3 separate regions of the Sus scrofa genome follow, and regions 1 and 3 are each linked to region 2. The links are chromatin contacts, called in public Hi-C maps. All regions are on one chromosome and are shown on one strand. Each heading gives the region's core, a stretch centred on a gene start, on an enhancer-like site or on the middle of the called end of the contact. The rest is flanking DNA. Distances are from core to core; before and after follow the strand shown. Region 1 holds the start of SERPINI1 (neuroserpin). Region 2 holds the start of MYNN (myoneurin). Region 3 holds the start of RPL22L1 (60S ribosomal protein L22-like 1).

Evidence for each region. Hi-C and Micro-C count contacts between places; a contact is called where the count stands out from the background.
Region 1: a contact with region 2 is called in a Hi-C map of skeletal muscle, with 5 times the contacts expected there. The contact joins the promoter of SERPINI1 here to the promoter of MYNN in region 2. A contact is called at or near these places in 1 of 5 promoter capture datasets (liver) and 3 of 47 Hi-C or Micro-C datasets (liver, skeletal muscle and subcutaneous adipose tissue).
Region 3: a Hi-C map of liver shows a contact between it and region 2, with 6 times the contacts expected there. The contact joins the promoter of RPL22L1 here to the promoter of MYNN in region 2. A contact is called at or near these places in 2 of 5 promoter capture datasets (fetal liver and fetal skeletal muscle) and 7 of 47 Hi-C or Micro-C datasets (brain, embryonic fibroblasts, heart right ventricle and 4 more).

Annotation. Positions count from the first base shown.
Region 1 is chr13:106,558,013-106,560,712 of Sscrofa11.1, reverse strand. SERPINI1 (neuroserpin) reads right to left here and starts at 1,387. Exons shown (of 9, transcript XM_001926040.7): 1 at 881-1,387. PDCD10 (programmed cell death 10) reads left to right here and starts at 1,839. Exons shown (of 8, transcript NM_001139473.2): 1 at 1,839-1,902.
Region 2 is chr13:108,433,856-108,436,555 of Sscrofa11.1, reverse strand. MYNN (myoneurin) reads right to left here and starts at 1,362. Exons shown (of 7, transcript XM_005669990.3): 1 at 699-1,362. ACTRT3 (actin-related protein T3) reads left to right here and starts at 2,190. Exons shown (of 2, transcript XM_003358668.4): 1 at 2,190-2,700.
Region 3 is chr13:109,498,088-109,500,787 of Sscrofa11.1, reverse strand. It overlaps RPL22L1 (60S ribosomal protein L22-like 1), which reads left to right and starts at 1,293. Exons shown (of 4, transcript XM_003358680.5): 1 at 1,293-1,432. The coding sequence starts at 1,424.

The DNA.
Region 1 (2,700 bases), core at 138-2,637, 1.9 Mb after region 2:
GTTTAATACTGAGAATAAACTATTATTCTGATACTATTACATGTGTTTTAAGTCTGAACCCATAGTAACACACACTAAAGGAAATCATTTAGCACATACTCTCTAAATAGAAAAGATCCTTGCAGCTTTTCTTGTACTTTTGGCTTTTTTTTTTTTTTTATGTACAAATATCACCAGACACAAATGAGAGAATAAGGAGCAGCAATGAAGTACATACACCATATGTTCCCACTGTAGGCTGAGTCCCGGTCTTTGTTCCGATATTCTAGAGCCACTAGATGGAAAGCTAAGTACCCCTTTATTAAAACACATTTTTACATTATCGCTGGCAAAAGTTATACTTCTGCTAGGTTCCGTCGTCTTGATTATTCCTGACGATATTTGCTTCTTTAACAGAGATCTCTTTCAATTCTAGGAACCTGCAGTATAACCGCCCTGGAAAACAGGTCGGTAGCAGGACAATCTGATAAAACAATGTAAGGGGTAGATAGTGAAGAAGAATGCAAAGTTATTTTCCTAGTGAAAGAGTTCTGAAGTAATTTTATATCAATGACATTTTTTTTTAACCGGCTACGCACCTATCTAAATATCACCCTGTCCTAAATTAGTAGGGTTTCCTCAATCTTAAAATCTTCCAGAACAGTTTTAACGGTACAACTGAAACCAAAAACACTAACCACGCCCTTTATACCCAGAGTCAAACCACCTTTTGCTTTTTATCCTCTCTCCAAGTCCAAACATGTACATCTTTCACCTAAAAGGGTTTGCACCAGTTTCCTAACCCGAGTGAGAGACTCTTAGCTGTGCCTTGATATTATTCCTATTGGGAGACGCTTTCTCCCAGGCAGAGCAGACGCCCAGAAGTGGCACCCACGCTTACCTCCCACACACCTGCAACCCCTGGCGGGATGCTGGAGCTAAGGCTCCGAGGACTGCGCTCCGCTCCTGTTCCTGCTCTCCTCTCTCCCGGGAAACTACAGTCCAGGCTGCGCCTTCGGCTGCTACAGGGACCCAAGCTCCGCCTCTCCCTCCTCTAGTTGGCGAATTCAGCAGCTGTTGCTCCTCCCCCGGCTGTTCCGCCTGCTGCCCGGTTGGAGGCGGCGGGAAGCTGCTGCCCTGGTACCTTCGCGCTCCTAGCACTTCTGCAGCTGTCCTATCGCTTTCCTTCCCCGGGGACCCTTCTCCCTTCACTCAGTGGCTTGACACCTGGCACAGGGCTTCCCGCCCCGTCCCGACACCTACGCGAGGAGCCCGGGCTCGACCTATCCCTGACTGACCAGCAGGTCTGGCCGCCCGGTGTGCCTGGTTCTTGGCCGCTTTGGGGGAAACTGCTCCTCTAGCTAGGGCGCATCCTCACACCGCGTCCTCGCTCCACCAGGGCGATTTCTCCCCCCCCCCCCCCGGCTTCCTCTCAGGTTCCACAGCTCAGGCGCCCCATATTCCCCATTCGGAGCTCTTCCCCCGCCCCCATTCCTTCCTGGGCTCCGCTAGCCCGCCCCCACAATGGGTGAGTTGACTGCGGGGCCGACCCTGCATCCTGATTGGCGCAGGTGAGACCTGACCCCTCCCTTCCTCTTCTTTCATTTCACCCTCTCTCTTCTTCTCACCTCCTCCAGCAAAGGCAGGGAACTCTATTACTATTGGTTGAAACTGTCTCCACCCATCACCTTAGGCTCTACCGCAGGGCCTGACGGGAGTTGTAGTCTCTTATGTGCAGGAACTGCCGACGAAGCCCGCGAGTGGGACTACGAGTCCCCACAAACCCCTGCGCGACTCCGGCTGGGCAGGATTCCGGACAACGCCTGGTTCCTCTCGGGTCCTTCCGGCGTCGCCGGAGTGAATTGATCCGGGAGTTGAAGAGGGCTCCAAAGGTGGGAAGTGAAGTCAGTCCCTCAGTTGCCGGTAAGGTGAGGCTGTTCTGTCCCAGTCCCCATAGCGCCGCGCGGAGCAGAAGAGGTCTAGGGTCACACGGGAGCCGTGGCTGAGGCCCTTGGGCTTGGTTCTGGCAGGCGGAGCGGACGGGGCTGGGAACCGGGCCCTATGGGCGTAAGCGAGGTTACCCTACGCGAGTGGCGTAAAGCGGGTTTGTAAATGCCGCCTGCCCTGCTCGGGCCCGAGCGCCTCCAGGAAGTCTTCTCTAGGTGGGGGCGGGAGGGGAAGGGCGAAGTTGGCCTCTGGTGCCCCCGGAGAAGGGAGAAGGCGGATGTGCCTGGGGTGGGGTCCTCTGAAGATGTGGCTTGGGGTGAGGAGGTAAGGGTTTTCCCCCTGCTTTAGAAGTAGGATAGAGAAAAGAGCAGAGAAAGGAAGGGGCGATTGGAGTCTGCTTTTGAGGTGACTCGGGTTGTGTCCTTCGAGGGAAGAGGAGAACTGTAGAAGGAAGAGTCAGATGTTGACAGAGATCTACTGATTCAGTTCCAGTTTCATGATGTCCCTCTAAGGAGGTAATTTTGCCCCATGTAGTAAAGATTAACACTATTACACCTTTACTGTTTTCAAAGGCCATTCACAGTGCTAATGAGGAAACTGAGGGGATAAATGACGTGCCCAAGGACGCACAAGTAGGGACTGATCTTCTGAATCTAATCCAGTTGTAATCCAGCTTCTGAATCAGAGCCACCGCACCAGACTGAAAGTGTAGGAAGGTTTTGTTTTTTGAAGAGGGTGGAGGAAGTTGCAAAGTAATGCATTTTAGGTATGTCT
Region 2 (2,700 bases), core at 113-2,612:
TTTACGTCCCCAGAAAATTCACAGATATGGTTAAAAAATGCCGAAGGGACAAATGCCTTCCTAGCTTTTATTTCATCTTGGTCAACTAACACAATCCTTTGGACGCGGTAATAAATGGCGACGCGAGAAAATATTTCCACAAAGCGGGGAAAAAAAGGAAAAAAAAAAGCACTGCAAAATTCCACGCTTTTGGATCAGCTGAACTTTCACTTTCAAGCTCAGTAGGCAAACATATATTTGGGAGAAAAAATCAACCACTAAAAGAATGATCGTTGGGGCAAACTGAGTAAGGACACGGTACGAGGTCTTGAAAACTGCTCCCCAATGAAACCTGTTACATAGTGGCTTCAAAACGCTAGACGGGTGCCGAGGGGGCAGGGCCAAGAGTTGTCAAAGGTTAGGTCACTCACCCCGAGGAAGCCACACCCCTTCCTTCCCCACTCGAGGTGGTATCATAGGGTGACAACCAAAGCCGATCTCTCCTGGTTTCTGCCTCCCTGCCCTTCGCCCAGCTCCCACTCCCGCGAATTCCCACAGCAGAGGTTGTGGCCAAGGCCAACACCAGGACTGCCTCGCCCGAGCTTTCAACGTTAACACTTGGCTCCGACAACAGCTCGCGCTCCAAGGAACCTGCCCTCTAGTGACCCAGGATCTGGAGGGAGCTGGGATGGCGGGCTGGGGGCAAAGACAGAACTCACCTATAGCAACCCAAGGGGAAACACTGTTTCTTCACTCTCACTCCGCCATATTGGAAGGACGTCACTGGGCTACGCTCCGCCTCTCCCTTCCTACTCCAAGGCGACGTCACATCCGGCTCTGGGAGATCCGTGGCAACAGCGTAGGCTCTTAGGACCGTGGAGATCTAACACCCGCCTGGAAGAGGCTGGCGCACAGAGAACCCCCTCCCTAGCGGGCCAGGAGACCCGGAAACTGGAGAGTCATAGATACGAGATCTAAGGGGACGCTCACAGCGCCCCGCCTCTCTTCCTCATTCTGAGCATTCTGGTTGGCTGACCGTCAGCATCTCGCGCACGACTCGTGTTGCCGGCCAAGGCTGCTTTCCGCTGCACAGCGCGCCTCTTTCCGGGAGCCAAATTGTGCATTGCATGCTGGGGCTTGTAGTTAGTTGCTCGACTTCTCCCATCAGCCTCACCTTTCTTGAGGCCCCACCGGTGGGAACAGCTGCTTTATATACTTGGGCTCTCGACCATGGGAATTTTTGAGCTGAGACTGATCACTCCTTTTTAGTTTACCTACCCAAAAGCTCTTGTTTGCATCAGCCAACCGGAATCCAGTTTGCAGGATACCCTTACCTGGTGTTGGAAGCCTGGGATGCACGAAAGCGGTGCAAAGCAGTAGGGCATACTGGGCATGCGCGTGGGGAAAGGTGGGCTTTATACCGGAAAATGTTCTGCGTCTGGACTAGAAAAACTTTAATACAATGATTTACGTTGTATTCAGATTTTGTACAGTGAGGGAAAGGGGTGCCGCTTATCTGCATAAAATGAAAAGACAGAAACAGTAAGATAAGTCATGCTGATATGTTAGGGTGAATTATACCACGCTTGGACATTATAAATCTAAGAAAACCAAAACTTCAACATTTTTTTCTTGTTAAAAGTTATATGAGGATCGTAGGAAGTTTACTCGCGACTTTATTTTTCAGGACAGTGTCAACTTGAGTTTCTTTTCTTCTCTCCTGAGATTTTTTTAAAAAAACAGATTCCGTTTGGTCTCTAAGTTTTCCTCAGTATGAATCATATTTTTGAATAAAACCACAACCGTTAGGAAAAAAAGAGGCTGGTTCTTTCTTGATTTTATGTTTATAAGTATAATTTTCTTTCTGATTGCACTTTTAGTTTTGTCAGAATCCTTTTTGGTAATTAATTCACTCAGATATTTATGAGCCTCTGCTATGTGTTGAACAGATATTGAGTATTTAGAAGTATAAAACATGGTCTCGGGTTTAGATAAATCTGTAATCTCAAGTGGAAAACCAAATGACTTGTAATACAGAGTCCTCAAGGGCTCCAGGGCTCCAGTTTTTGTGCTGTGTTTGATTACCTTGTTGTGGAAACTGGACCTCTCTGTCCACCAGTGCTGAATAGAAACAGGGAGACAAGAGTTTTGGGTGAAGGAGAAAAGTAACAGCTTTATTGCTTTGCCAGGCAAAGGAGGGCTATAGCAGACTAATGCCCTAAAGACTGTGCCCCCCTTTGGGAGAGAATAGGAAGTGGTTTTATAATTTGGAAGTAGAAAAATAGGGCCACAGATAAGGATCAGGGAAAATGCTGGCTTGCATTGTTTTTCAAAGTTGGTGTTTTTGTGACCCCAGGACTGGTTCTAGTGGTCCTTCTTTCCAGAATGAACAATCCTTCATCAGGTAGTTAACATCTTCCATTTGCTAGGGTCTTTTAGTTCTTTATCACATACACTGATAGTTAAGTCCACAAAACAAAGGATGGCACAAATCAACCGGGAATGCAGCCACCTCGGAGGCTGAACCTCGGAGCCCTGTGGGAACTCAGGAAGGAAACAAAGAATACCTGCCATCTAGCAACCACTCCCGAGAGCGAGCCCCCCCACCCTGCCCTCCTTGAAACTCAGGCTGTGAAAACACAGAACACTGGTGGAGATGCACATCAAAGGATGATTTCAGTGAGCCTAGACATTTGCATTCTTTCATAGAAAAGCGCTAAA
Region 3 (2,700 bases), core at 44-2,543, 1.1 Mb before region 2:
TAACACTTATTTACACATGCACAACCTAAAAATACAAGGCAGTTACCACCCCAGGGACAACCCCTGACCAATGGGGGACAGGAAACTGGGGAAAAACGCTCCTCTCTCCTAAAAGAGAAATAGACAGAATGTAGGTTTGGGCATAAAGGGTATCTGTCACAATTGTCATTATTTTTTCCTGAGATGTATGGTAGCATTCACTGGTGAAGATATCTGGGTGTTTTTCCTGTGGAAAAGTTTTAATTACAAATTTATTTAAAAGATATAGGACTATTCAGATTTTCTGTTTCTCCTCATGTAAATTTTAGGTTGTATTTTTCTAGGTATTCATTTAACCTAATTTGACATATTCTGGCATACAGTAATTTCAACTGTTTTCTTTTTTTAATTTTTTTCTTTTCTTTTTAGGGCCACACACTCGCAGCACATGGAAGTTCCCAGGCTAGGGGTCAATCAGAGATACAGCTGCCAGCCTATGCCGCAGCCACAGCAACGCAGGATCCTAGCCACCTACATTAGAACTCACCGCAAGGTTGCCTCCTTAACCCACTGAGCGACGTCAGGGATCCAACCTGCAACCTCATGGTTACTAGTTGGATTCGTTTCCGCTGCACCACAATGAGAAAACTGCCAAACTGTTTTCCTTTTTAACTGAAGTATAACATATACATTTACAGAAAAGTACACAGATTATAAATTTACAGCTTGATGAATTTTCACAAACTACACATATTCATGTAACCCACCACCAAGATCAAGAAACAGACCACTACTAGATCTAGATGGAAGTCAGGTGTCCTAGGATTAACTCTAAAGCCTATAAAACCTATAAAATAAGAATAAATTACAAAATGTGAACAGATGAGTACTACATATTTTTCTCTTAAAGGTTTTTTTCCCCCTCAAGAATCTAGTTTATTTTGGCTCTCTGAAACACTGATTTCCCTCAAGAGTCATTTAGAAAACTCATAGTCAAAACATAGATAAATAAAGTTTTTGCTGGAAGACTATAAATGCAAAATAAGACAGGAAATCCCAAAGCAACCTGAGACATTGCCTTGACTTGACTGGAAAGAAGATCCAGGCGATTAGTGACTAATGTTTCCTGCTTCCTCGGTGTGTGCATCTGAAGAAGCCTCCCTGCAAGCAACCGCAGAGACCACTGTGGTCAACCAGCGTGCTGTCCCCAGCAGTGTAAAACTGCGAATCATTTCAACTACAGCCGCTGGCCGGTGCTCCTACGAAACCTGAGCGCCTCCAGGCCACGCCCTCGGTTTCCTGGGTTACTAGCCTCCAAGCACCTCCCAAGGTCTGTTCCGGGAGGCGGTGATCTTACGTTCTCGACGCGTGACTCAGCACGCTTTGGTATAAATACGTGCTGCCGGAAGACGCTTTCTCTCTTACCGCGTGGCCGGCCTCCAACATGGCGCCGGTGAGTGAACGTGATCTCGCCGGGAATTCTTACTTTGATGTAGATGTGTGTTTCAGGTGGCGAGTTGGGGGAGGCTAGTTCTAGATAAAGAGTGGTTAGAATTGGAGACTTGGGTCAGGAACACAACCAAGATTAAGGTTGTAAGTTTTTTCCTGACTCTTGACAACTGCTACGCGGCGAGGGCCCGGTATTGGCTTAGGATGGGTCGTGGTGGGAGCGCAGGAAAAGCGGAGGCACGACGGTGAAGGGGGCTAATAGAACAGCATTTGGGCTTTGTTTTTTCTCCCTGGTGCATGGTAAGGCAGTTGCTACTCTTTACAGTGGAAAGCAGATGTGGGTAATCGAGCGGGTCTTATAGCCTTACGAGGGCGGAGGGAGATAGGCGTCTCTCATTTCCCAGGATAGCCGCGGTTGTAGAGGTTTCAGAGAACTTTAGAACTAAGTTGGGGGAAAAGTTTGTTAACCTCACAAAGGAATTTTTTTAAAACGTGAAAGTCAACGACTCGGGCAAATATAAATGTTTGCTTCAAAGGTTTTATTGACCAGGGGACCAGTAAGGTCTTAAAGCTGGTCCAAAGAGCGTTTGAAGTGTTAGGGTAAAATTGCTGGGTTATATACAAAACTAGATAATGTGCAAAGGGGCCATAAGCCCTCTGGGCATATTTGTTCCACCGACAAATTATTTGCATTTCTGAAGTTAACTGATGGCCCAGCAGAGCTGTAAATTGCTCGGTCAAGCCCAGCTCCTGGGAATCGCTATTAACTGTTCGAAAGTTTAGGATGAATTTTTTTGGCACAAGTCTAAGGTAAAAAATAGCAGTTTAAGTGGCATTTTTTGGTGGGTGGATTTTAATGTGTAACTTTATTCTGTGGTATTGTTCGAAAAGTTTAGAGTATGGTAAACAAAGTACTTTTTCTTTTTTTTTTTTAAGACCACCAGACTGGTATCCTTTTCCTCACCCATAACAGCATTAAGGTTTAATTCCTTAGAATAAAATATCCTATTCTTGCATGAAGCTTAAGTTTTTCACGAAACTTTTCTTGATAACTTGAAACAATGTGAACCTGGTTAGAGGTCCAAACCAACGCAGATAGGTATTTATTAGTTTTGACTTGTAATAGAAAATAGATGCTTTTAGTCTCTTCCAATTGCAAAATAGGATTCTTTAGGAATCTTCTGATGAAGGAAACTGAAAGTATACTTTTTTTTTTTTTTTTTTTTTGTCTTTTTGCTGTATCTTGGGCCGCTCCCGCGGCATATGGAGGTT